2 separate regions of the Urocitellus parryii genome follow, and region 2 is linked to region 1. A link is a contact called in public Hi-C data. All regions are on one chromosome and are shown on one strand. The core of a region is the stretch at or near the end of the contact, and the rest is flanking DNA. Distances in the headings are between cores, read along the strand shown. Region 1 holds the start of Brpf3 (bromodomain and PHD finger containing 3). Region 2 holds the start of Mapk14 (mitogen-activated protein kinase 14).

The links. A called contact is a pair of places that touch in the nucleus more often than the background predicts.
Region 2: a contact with region 1 is called in a Hi-C map of muscle, with 3 times the contacts expected there. The contact joins the promoter of Mapk14 here to the promoter of Brpf3 in region 1. A contact is called at or near these places in 2 of 2 Hi-C or Micro-C datasets (liver and muscle).

The regions. Positions count from the first base shown.
Region 1 is chr8:114,321,418-114,326,431 of mUroPar1.hap1, forward strand. Brpf3 (bromodomain and PHD finger containing 3) reads right to left here and starts at 2,688. Exons shown (of 14, transcript XM_077801692.1): 1 at 2,583-2,688.
Region 2 is chr8:114,480,931-114,486,133 of mUroPar1.hap1, forward strand. It overlaps Mapk14 (mitogen-activated protein kinase 14), which reads right to left and starts at 3,052. Exons shown (of 12, transcript XM_026383388.2): 1 at 2,504-3,052. The coding sequence starts at 2,619.

The DNA.
Region 1 (5,014 bases), core at 1,438-3,937:
GCAAGATCCTGTCTCAAAGAAAATAAACAAGAACAGCATCCATTTTTGAGCTCTATACCTGAACACTACGCCCCATTAGTGGACTGAAAACTCACAGGTCTAGAGCCCTCTCCCAATCCATCTTACCATAATCAAAAGCCCTCTCTGGGCAGGGGTTGTGGCTCAGCAGTAAAGCACTCCCCTAGCATGGGCGAGGCCGTGGGTTCAATCCTCAGCATCACATAAAAATAAAATAAAATAAAGGTATTGTGTCCAACTACAACTAAAAAATAAATATTTTTTAAAAAGCCCTATCTCCCCCCCCCCAACTTTTTTAAGTGGTACTGGGGATTGAACCCAGGGCTTCACACATATTAGACAAGCACCCTACATCTAAGGTGCATCCCTAGTCCTTTTTAATTTTATTTTGAGACAGGATCTAAGTTGCCCGGGACTTGCAGTCTCCCTTCCTCAGCCTCCTAAGCAGCTGAGATTAATGGGCATGTGCCTGCATGCCCAGCTCCAGAAGCCCTGTCTCTTGTGTCCAGGGTGAAGGCATCTAAAATGCTTATCACATGTGGTCAAAGGCTTCAAACTACAGTATGCAGGGCATTTCCTGCAAATAGAAGCATCCAGGATAATTGGCTAGTAATATATTTCCAAGCAGAAACCCTGCAAGTTCTGGGAGTAGCACCAAAATATTTTTACAGTTGTAAGTGTCCTGTGTGGGTTCCTCAGTGGAACCAAGACCAAGGTGACTGGGACAATTATCTGAGGTAAATTCCCAGTACTTTGTTACCTCATACTTACATCTAGTCTACCCTTGTGAAACAAAGAGAAAGCTCTAAAGTTTTCCACAACATTCTCAGGATGGAGGGAACTAGGGTAAGTAGTTATCAAAGCCATTACTACCAGAAAGACTTTGGGGATATGGTGTCCCACAGTATGGGCACAGATTTGGAAAGGTATGAACAGAGAAAGAGCTTTCAAGGGGAAAAACCAATTTCATCATCTTGGTTGCAGCACCAACCATCTTTACAAAGTGGGTGGTGATAATAATTTAACACACTTTTACTAATCACAAAACCCGTTTCCTTTTGGTATTGCTCACAACCACCTTGGATGACATAGAGATAGTATTTTTTTCCATCTTGTGCAGCTCAGAAGGGTGTCACTCAACCCAGAGCCAGTAAGGTGGTCTGGTACAAAAAGAGGTTCTGGGGCAATCGAGGTTCTAATCTTGGCCCTATGGGACTCGGAATAAGTCTTCTAACTCCATACTTCATCAGTAATGAGGCTAATAACATCTACCTCTTAAGGGCTGCTGTTTGTTAATAAAGTATTATCAACATCCTTATTCAAAAGGCCTTCTAATCCCAAAGTGACTGAAACAAACAACCTGCCCAAGGAATGGCAGGCACACACCCCATTTGGAAGCTCAAGGAAACAGAATCATCACAGCAATTCTGTCCAGGTTCCAGATACCCTTGGCCACGAGATTCCTTCCAAATACCAAGTTCCCAGAGGCAGGCCAGGCCAGCAGATGTGCTTCATTACCACCACCACCCCCAAGGCAAGGGAGCCCCTAGGAGAGACAGACCTCTACCTCCATAGTTCACAGAGCCCTCCCTTCAGCAAGCCCTGCACAGTCTTCCCACCTGCCACCTCCTCCGCAGCTCAGCAATCTCTCAACCAACCAGCAAGTATCTATGCAGACCTCTTCTGTCCCACCCAAGCCTCTAGACGCCTGGAGGCAAACCCTACAGGAGGAAGGGCTGCAGCTGAGGAAATCGAAATGAGCTTCGCCCACAAGGCGCTGACAGTCGCGTTTTTTTGGCGGGAGTTTTTCAACCTACACAGCTCTTTCCACATACATACCTATAAAATACCCCCCAACATCTCCCCGAGATGTTCTCAGCAGCCCCTGGTCCCCAACTCGCCCACCCCACCCAGATCCCCCACAGAACCAGGAGTTTCTGCAATTAGACGGAATCTCCTGCACTCTACACAAGACACTCCTGAGACGAGGGGAGACCCCAGTCGAGGCTACTGCCCCTTTAAGGGACGCCTCTTTCAGAAGAATCTTGACCCCTCAGAGAAGAATAAAGGAGGGAAATAACATCTCCTCCCCAGAGGGGAGAGAGAGGGCTAGGGCATCAGAGACATACTGATGCGGAGTCCGACCCTCAGAGAAAGCGAGCGCCAGCGAACTAGCGGGGCAGAGAGCCGAGCGCCTATTGGCCGCCTGACCTGCCCGTCAGGGGGAACTGGAGGGCCAAGGGAAGCACAGGGGGCGGAATTCTCCTCTGGTCTGGCCAATTGGAGAGCGTGGCGGAGGCGGGGCTTGGCAGCTTGGCTTCTAGGGCCGGGGGGAGACAAGATGGCGGGTGCGGGAGGGGGTCCTTGCTTTTCAGCTCCCCCACTCGCCCGCCTTCTCCTTCTCCGCCGCCGCCCTCGCTCCAAGGGAGAGCTTTCGCGCCGCCCCCGCCCCGCTTGGGAAGCCTCCCGCTCCCCGGTTTCCACCCCCCCGCGAAGTCCCTGGTCCCCGTAGGCCCTGCTGCTCCCGCCCCCGCTCCGTCCGGCCCCGCTGCCGCCCCCATTACCTCAGCCGCCGGCCCGGCCCCACCGTTCGGGGCCCCTGGGCGCGGGCGGGACGGCTGCCGAGCAGGTCGGCGCGGCCCTGGGAGCGGAGCGCGGCCTCCTCCCGCGCCAGCCTCCGCGGCCTCCGCCGTGCCCCCTCCCGGCGCGCGCTGGGGCCCCGGCCCGGCCGCCGCCACTGCCGCCGCTCCCGGGGGAGGAGGGGGAATGGAGCCGCCGCCGCCGCCGCTGCCGCCACGGAGCCCGGCCGAGGGGAGGGAGGGATCAGCCCCCAGGCAGGATCCGCCCCTCCGGCCTCCCCCCGCCACCTCCACCCCTTCCCTCGCTCCCTCCCTGGCTCCGCGGGCTCTCCCGCTGAACAGGAGCGAGAGCGCGAAAGGGGGAAACGGGAAAAAATCCCCCCGCCCGTGCCCGGCGCGGCTGCGGCCGGGGCTGCGCGGCGAGGAGCGCGGAGCCGCCGCCGCCACGGGGCACCGTCCCCAGCTCGGCCTCACGGTGGCGGTGCGGACGCGGCGGGGGCACCGAACAGAAACCGGGTCTGCGCCCGCCGCAGCCCCGACTCACCCCGGCCCTGCCCGCGGCGGGATGAGCCCGTCCGGAGAGCTGGAGACGTTCGGTCTAGTTGGAAAAGACTAGGGTCCCTAACTCTTTAGAGTCGTCTCCCCCCATTATTGCGGGGGAGGTGACCAAGGTTTGGTATAACAAGCCCCCTCCGAACTGAAGGGCTCTACAAAGGTTAAGCGAGAGCAATTAATAGAGCTGAAACCGGCCTGTAGTTTATTGGGGTGCAGGTGCCAGTACTATTCCCAGAAAGTCGCCCCCTCCCCCAGGTCCTAAGGACAAAGGTCTAGCGATGTCCGTCCCCTCCCCCAGTGAGGACAGCCAGGGAAGACCCGCGTCTGTCGTGTGCAGGTGAGCGCCTTGTACCACACAAGACATTCTTTTTAAGAAACAGATCTGACTTTTCGTTATGTGCTATCCTTTCCCTTTTGTATTTAAAAAGAGTAAACATAAAAGTTTTGACAGTCTACTTAGGGACGTCTGGTAACTGGTTTGTCACTGTAGGCATGGGAAACACTTTCTCCTTAAGTCTGAGTTGGCTAGGAATGGGTTAATTTAATATACTAGGGGCTTTCTAAAAGATGCCTGACAAAGAGCAACTTCAAACTCAGATGTAATCAAACTGGCTTTTGATTTGATTTATAAAAAATAAACTTTAAAAGGGCTTTTTTGCCACCTCCTTTTGCATATAAATTGGAAAGCTTACCTTCACATGACTGAAGTCTTAAGCACCAATATTTAATGATGTTTATAAAGGATACATGGATAAGCTGCCTTCAAATGTGAAGATGAATGACATATTTTGAAAGCATCTCATCTTCTCTGACCGAACTGATGTAGCTTTTGAGATTTCACCATTTCTTGCTGGGTTCTGATGATCCAGAACATGGGTTCTAGAGTCAGAAGGATAAAGGATAAAGTCTTAGGATCCAAGTCTTCCAGATGTTTAAATTGGATGTACTGCTGCTTTTGAAGTATGTATATTTATTAGCCTAAGAATTTAGATATAAATCATTTTAAGTTTAAAAGTTTGATTAAAGCAAGGAAGTTAATTTGCATTACAAAGGTGTTTTCTGAGTAGATGGTAGCATCTTTTGGCACAGAGTAGTGCAAAAAATACTTCTGTTAACCAATTTTTTAAAAGAAAGAGAAGTGGCTTGTGGTGCTAAGCAAGGGCAGGGCAATGTTTTGAAAGCTGTGAAGATGAAATAGTATGAATTACTGTCAAGTGTTTTAAAGCTAGGGGGAATAATCAACCAGAGAGAAGGTGTGGAAGAAAGATGATTAATTGTGGAAGGGAAGCCCCAGAGGCAAGAGAATATTGCAATTACTTTTAGTTAAGGAAAAAAAAAAAATCTGAAGACCAACAGGAACAAGAATACTGAATTTCATTTCTTGATCTTTTAAAATACGAAATATAATAACCATTTACACATATGAATAGTGACTTATTTCCTGAAGAAAGTTCTCAAAATTTATATAGCACCATTCCCAATTGTGTGATTGGGAGCTGACTTTTCCCACTAAAATAAATGAATAAATACCTTGAGAAACTGCTATGGTTTACGTTGGTTATAAAATAATGATTTAAACTTTTTTTTAAGTGGTTGAAGGACCTTTATTTTTTATTTATTCATTTATATGTGGTGCTGAGAATCAAACCCAGTGCCTCATGCACGCTAGGGAAGCACTCTACCACTGAGCTACAATCCTAACCCCTGTGATTTAAATGTTGATGAAAATATGTTGTCTACCTAGTTCATGTAATCTCCAGGTTTTTGTGTACAACACTTTTATGTTAAGACCTTATTCACCCCAAGTGTTTCTCTTCCATTTTCAACTTCCACTTTTTTAGTGGTAATATTGCAGTTATTCT
Region 2 (5,203 bases), core at 1,802-4,301, 160 kb after region 1:
GACTGCCTAAACTTTTTTATCAGGTACAGATCCAAATTCCATAGATTATTTGGATTCAATTTGACTTATTTATTTATTTATTCTCTATGTTCAAATATCTGCTCTCAAAGGATGAGGAAAGAGAAAGTCAACACAAACTCCAAATTGGATTCAAAAAGAAGTTTCAAAAAATGTTTTCCAATCATGTATGAAAAGTTGCAAAGTGACAGAAAAACTTCAAATAGCCACAGTACTCTTGAGAGACACTTGTAAATCTAAATTATGGTATTTCCACTCTGAAATCAGTTTAGACTGTTTACAATCAATTGCCATATATAATTTCAATTGTCTTTTCCTCCAATGAGAAAATATTATTGGTTACATCTTAAATCTCTTTAGTAGAAATACTACTACTAGAGCAACAAGAAGCAAACAAATAAACAAACAAAAAAAAACTCTGCCTCCCTAGAAAGACACACAAGAAACATAATAGTGGTTGTCTCTGAGGAAAGGAACAGTGCAGCTGGAGAACAGATTTTCACCAAATATCTTTGAGAATTCTATACAAAGTGAATATGTAAACACCTATTATTAAAACTCCATTTAACAAAAGTACTTTCAATTTGTCAGATGCTGCTGGCTTCTGTATCCACATAAAAAGATAGTTTTAAAGACATACTGAAGGAGTTCATCTTAATGGCATTTTACTGTGAATCCGGACCATCTATTATTCCAGTGCAGAACAACTCACACTAATAGTAGGAAACCCTGCAAAGAATTCTATTAAAATTCATCTGAACTCTCTACAGTTGAGTTACTTGGCTGTATCCCTCCATTAAAGTTCAAACATCATTGGAAACAAAAACCTGATACTGTAAGAATCAATGTATCAATTCAAGAAAAAAAATGGAGGGGCACTAATGAGTTATTAAATATTAAAGGAGGAACACCCAAATACACCTTTGAAAATTAGCAACATCAAATAAATATATGAAAGCAAAATGCCGCAAATTCCTTTAAAATGTAAACTGTCATGTTGCGCAAATAAGTGAGAGATGTCAAGCCTAGTGCCATCTGCAACATAATTTAAGCAGCTTGAACTTGAAAGTGCAATATGATCTGTTGCTGAACACAATTGCACAATCTCAATTACCCAGAAGATTCTACCAAACAGGAAATTCTTGATGTGACTTTGAGAAACACAGAATCAAAGATTAACACATCCAGAGCCTGGAATTTATTCCAAAAAAAAAAAAAACATTTCACAGGCTTCTTTTCAAATAATACATGCACATGTATTACTAAGACATAAAAAGGCTAATTACTAACTTATTACTAAACATAGAAAATTAAATTTGATTCTTAATTTCAGATCAGGAGTTTTCAAATTATAGTAAATCTAAAATACAGTGTATAAAGCCTTAGAAGTTGGAGAGAAGTTAGTAAAATATTTTAAGTCAGGAAATTTTATAGTATGGATTTAATTGAAAACACACTCATGGTGTAAATTAAAGCTGGAAAATCTCGTCTTTTGCTATATGTTCCAGATCCTCATGAAAACCATCGTATACCTCAGGCTGTAGGTGTAGATAAAAGTTCCCTGCAAACTCTCTAAGGGACATTAAAAACACAGTATTCACAGAGATTATCTCAATTAAAAAATATTTACAATACCTCCCTGCACTGTTAACAACTTTTTGATCTTGAGGGTGCCCAACGGATCTGAATCTCTCCTGCTCCACATGAGAAAATTGTTTTGTCAAACAATACTTAAATGAGCAGTGGTATGTGACTAATCAGAGGCTGCCGGTTTCTCAAGCTGCAGTGTTCTTGCAGGCGCTTCCACCCCCTCCATGAAAAGGAAATACGCTTTCAACTGAATCGGAAACACACCACTCAAGCTGGCACAGCGCTCAGCAAGATAAAGTCGGTATTTTAAGCTCTATGGGTCGCTGCTAATGCAAGTGCGAATTCAAAAACGACACTACTCAAAACGGGATTTCGACAGAGGCTTACAGAAAAGCCCAGAGAACCTTTCCTCGCCAGTTTTGTTCAAATGACCGCAGTCCCCGGGTCAGGCTTTGCTCTTTGGCGTCTCCAGGCAGCTCGCTAGGTCCGTCTGCTCCGGGGACAGGCTCTGACGCCCCAGGTGGGCACACCCCGGGACAGGGTCCTTCAGCTCGACCCTGGCAGGAGAACCCCCGGGGGGAATAGGCCTTTCCCGGGTGCCAGCCCTGGGAGTTGGAACCCCCCGAAAAGAGAATGCACAGGGTGTGAGCCAGGGCCGAGTTCCAGCAGCACCACCACCGCCCACAGGGGACCTGCGTCCTGCACACGCGGCTAACCCCCTACCTGCGTGTGCAGGGTGAGGGGTGCAGGACAGACAGGACTCAAGGAGCAGCAATGCCCTCCCCCCAGGAAAATTCCTGCCGCTTGGCGCATCGCTGAGCCATGGGGACAGGCCTGGCCCTCGGGCATGAGAGACCACCAGGTTCTCCTCGGCCCCAAGCCCAGCGACACTCACCACACGGAGCCATAGGCACCGGAGCCCACCGGGGACAGGTTCTGATAACGCTCAGGCACCTCCCAGATTGTCTTGTTCAGCTCCTGCCGATAGAACGTGGGCCTCTCTTGAGACATTTTCCAGCGGCGGCCGCGGGGTGAGGAGGTGGCCCTGCTGGGCCCCCGCCTGCACCCGCACCCTCTCCCCGGCCCTCGTTGCCCGCCCGCGCGGGCGGGGACCCGGCGCTGGCCGCCCGCGCAGGTGTGGCTCGAGACCCCGCAGACTCCCGCGCGCCCGCGCGCGGCCCCTGTCAGCTGCAGCGGCTGGATGCGCCTCAGATACCCAGGCAAGCCCAACTACGGCCAGGAGCACGCTCTGAGGCTCAAAGCTGCGCCTGTTGCAGTCTCGCTGCACCAGCTCCCGGACTAGGCCGACGGCGAGTTGCGCGACTGGTCACCGGTTCCAGCTGCAGCGGCCGCTCAGGCTCCAGTGGTCGCAGTTCCAGAGCCAGCGAACTGGAGCCTCTCGCCGTATTCTCGCGAGAATAGATCCCGGGACTCTCCTCGAGTCGAGATTTTACCCAATATGGAACCTGCCAATGGGAGGGGGTTCCTCGGAGGAAAGACTAGGAGGAGCAATTCTCGCGATAAGAGAGCAACAGCTGGAGACCAGAGCAGGAACTCCCTGGAACTGTTCTTCAGGGCTCCAAAAGCGGACCCGGGAACATAAGCCGCGTGCGCCTCACCGTGGTCGGCGGGGAAATCCCTGGCTCAGTGGCGGAAAGCAGTAGTGACAGTGTTGGGAAGAGCCAAAAGATCTTTGAACTGCGAACAGTCAGTCACCAGCAGACGAGCACCTGATATGCAGAGCCTGCTATTTCTAAGAAATTCTTGCATAAATATGCAGGTTTCGTCCAGAAAGGCTGTTGCATCGCGGTCTGTTCAAGGACATATGGCATACTATATGGAACTCTGTCGAAATCCGTTCAAAAGGCAAATATTAGTCCTTCATCAAAGTTAAGATTTTCCATCCAAACTCTCCTAGTAGTTCTTAAACTTTTACATACACAGTTTGTTTTTTAAAAGCAGATTCCCAGGATCCATCGGAAGTTTAACTGGGTATGTCAGAAGAAGGCATCAAGAATATGCACTTTTATTATATACATCCAGGTGGTTATGATTCAGGAAAATCTCTGCCAACCCTCTTTTAGATGCATTTTAAAATAGAGTTGCTCTGAAGGTTTGAAAGTGACTCTGCCCTGAATAGCCGTCCAATGAAGGGGATTTTAAAGATCTAATTCATACCTCTCAGAACAGGGGAAGGAGTGGTCTTCTGGCGGTGTCACATTTAGGCACACCAGTTGGCCTTTCTTAAACCTTAGTTTTAGCTTCTGCAAGGAAATTTCTGCCCCGTTTTCAACTAATAATGTCGTTTGTCAAGAATATAAATGTGAGCCCGGCATGGTGGCTCATGCTTGTAATTCCAGCAGCTGGGGAAGCTGAGGCAAGAGAATCGCAAGTTCAAGGTCAGCCTCAGCAATTTAGAGAGACCCTAAGCAACTTAGCCAGACCCTGTCTCAAAATTTTAAAAAAGCATAAAAAAAGGTCTGGGGGGTGGTGGCTTAGTGATAAAGCACTCCTGGGCTCAATCCCTAGTGTCAGATAGACAGATATAGATATAGTAGATATAGATTAGATATAGATATAGATAATAGATACGAATAGGTGAGGTATTATAACCCTATACCTACACCCACTACTATAAACCTTTTCCTGTTAAGCTTGTTAAAATGTTAACATGCAGCGTTTACAATTTTCAATGTTAACAAACTTGATGTAGGCATAAGTTTATAATAGTGGGTGAAGGTATGGTACCTTATAATGTTCTCTTAGCTATTTCTAGAAATAACTAGGTCCAAGCCAGAGCGGGTTCCCAGGGGCTCCCGCGGCCTGCTACGGGGAGAGCAGGGTATGGGGAAAGCATCCAAATACCCCTCTCTCCACCAGCTCCCATGCTCCTCTTTCTCGCCCCACTCTTGTCCCCCGCCGGTCCGGAACGCCTGCGGGTTCGGGGGCAACGGCTCGGGAACGGTCAGCGTCCGCGCCGCCAGCCAAGCCAGAGCCCTGTGAGATCCCAGCGTCTGCACTCCGCCCCCGCCGGGGCATCAGGTGAACGGCTGCCTGGAGAAGCCAGGGAGCTGAGGGCTGCAGGTTGTGAGGACGAGACCGCGGCGCGGGTCCCAGGGACAGGGCTGAGTCGGGCACGTCGCGGGCGCTCAATATTTGTGCAATGAATGAACGACCGTCGCCCCTGGGGGCTTATCGCTCAGGTACTGTCTCTCCTTTGAAACGCCGTGTGGAATGGCGATGACAAGAGACGGGTCCTTTCACAATCGCCTGTCTGTTGTCAAAAGCCACTGAACTGGCCGGCTGCCCGCGCTTCACCGACTACCGCATCCATCTCCTCAGGCCTTGAGCCCAGTCTCTCCTTTCAGATCTCAGTGCTTTTGTTCATTTTGTTCCCCAATTCCCCACCCCCTTGCCCCTTCTCTTCCCATCAAATCCTGTTTATGCATCTGTGCCCCCCTGTGAAACTTTCTCCAACAGCCCCGTCTCATCAAGTCTCTCTCCGCTGATATTACATTCACCGTATCTACTTAAAGAAATCGTCCAATATTTATCTATCCCGTGGTCAGTGGCTTGATTGTCACCTTGAACAATT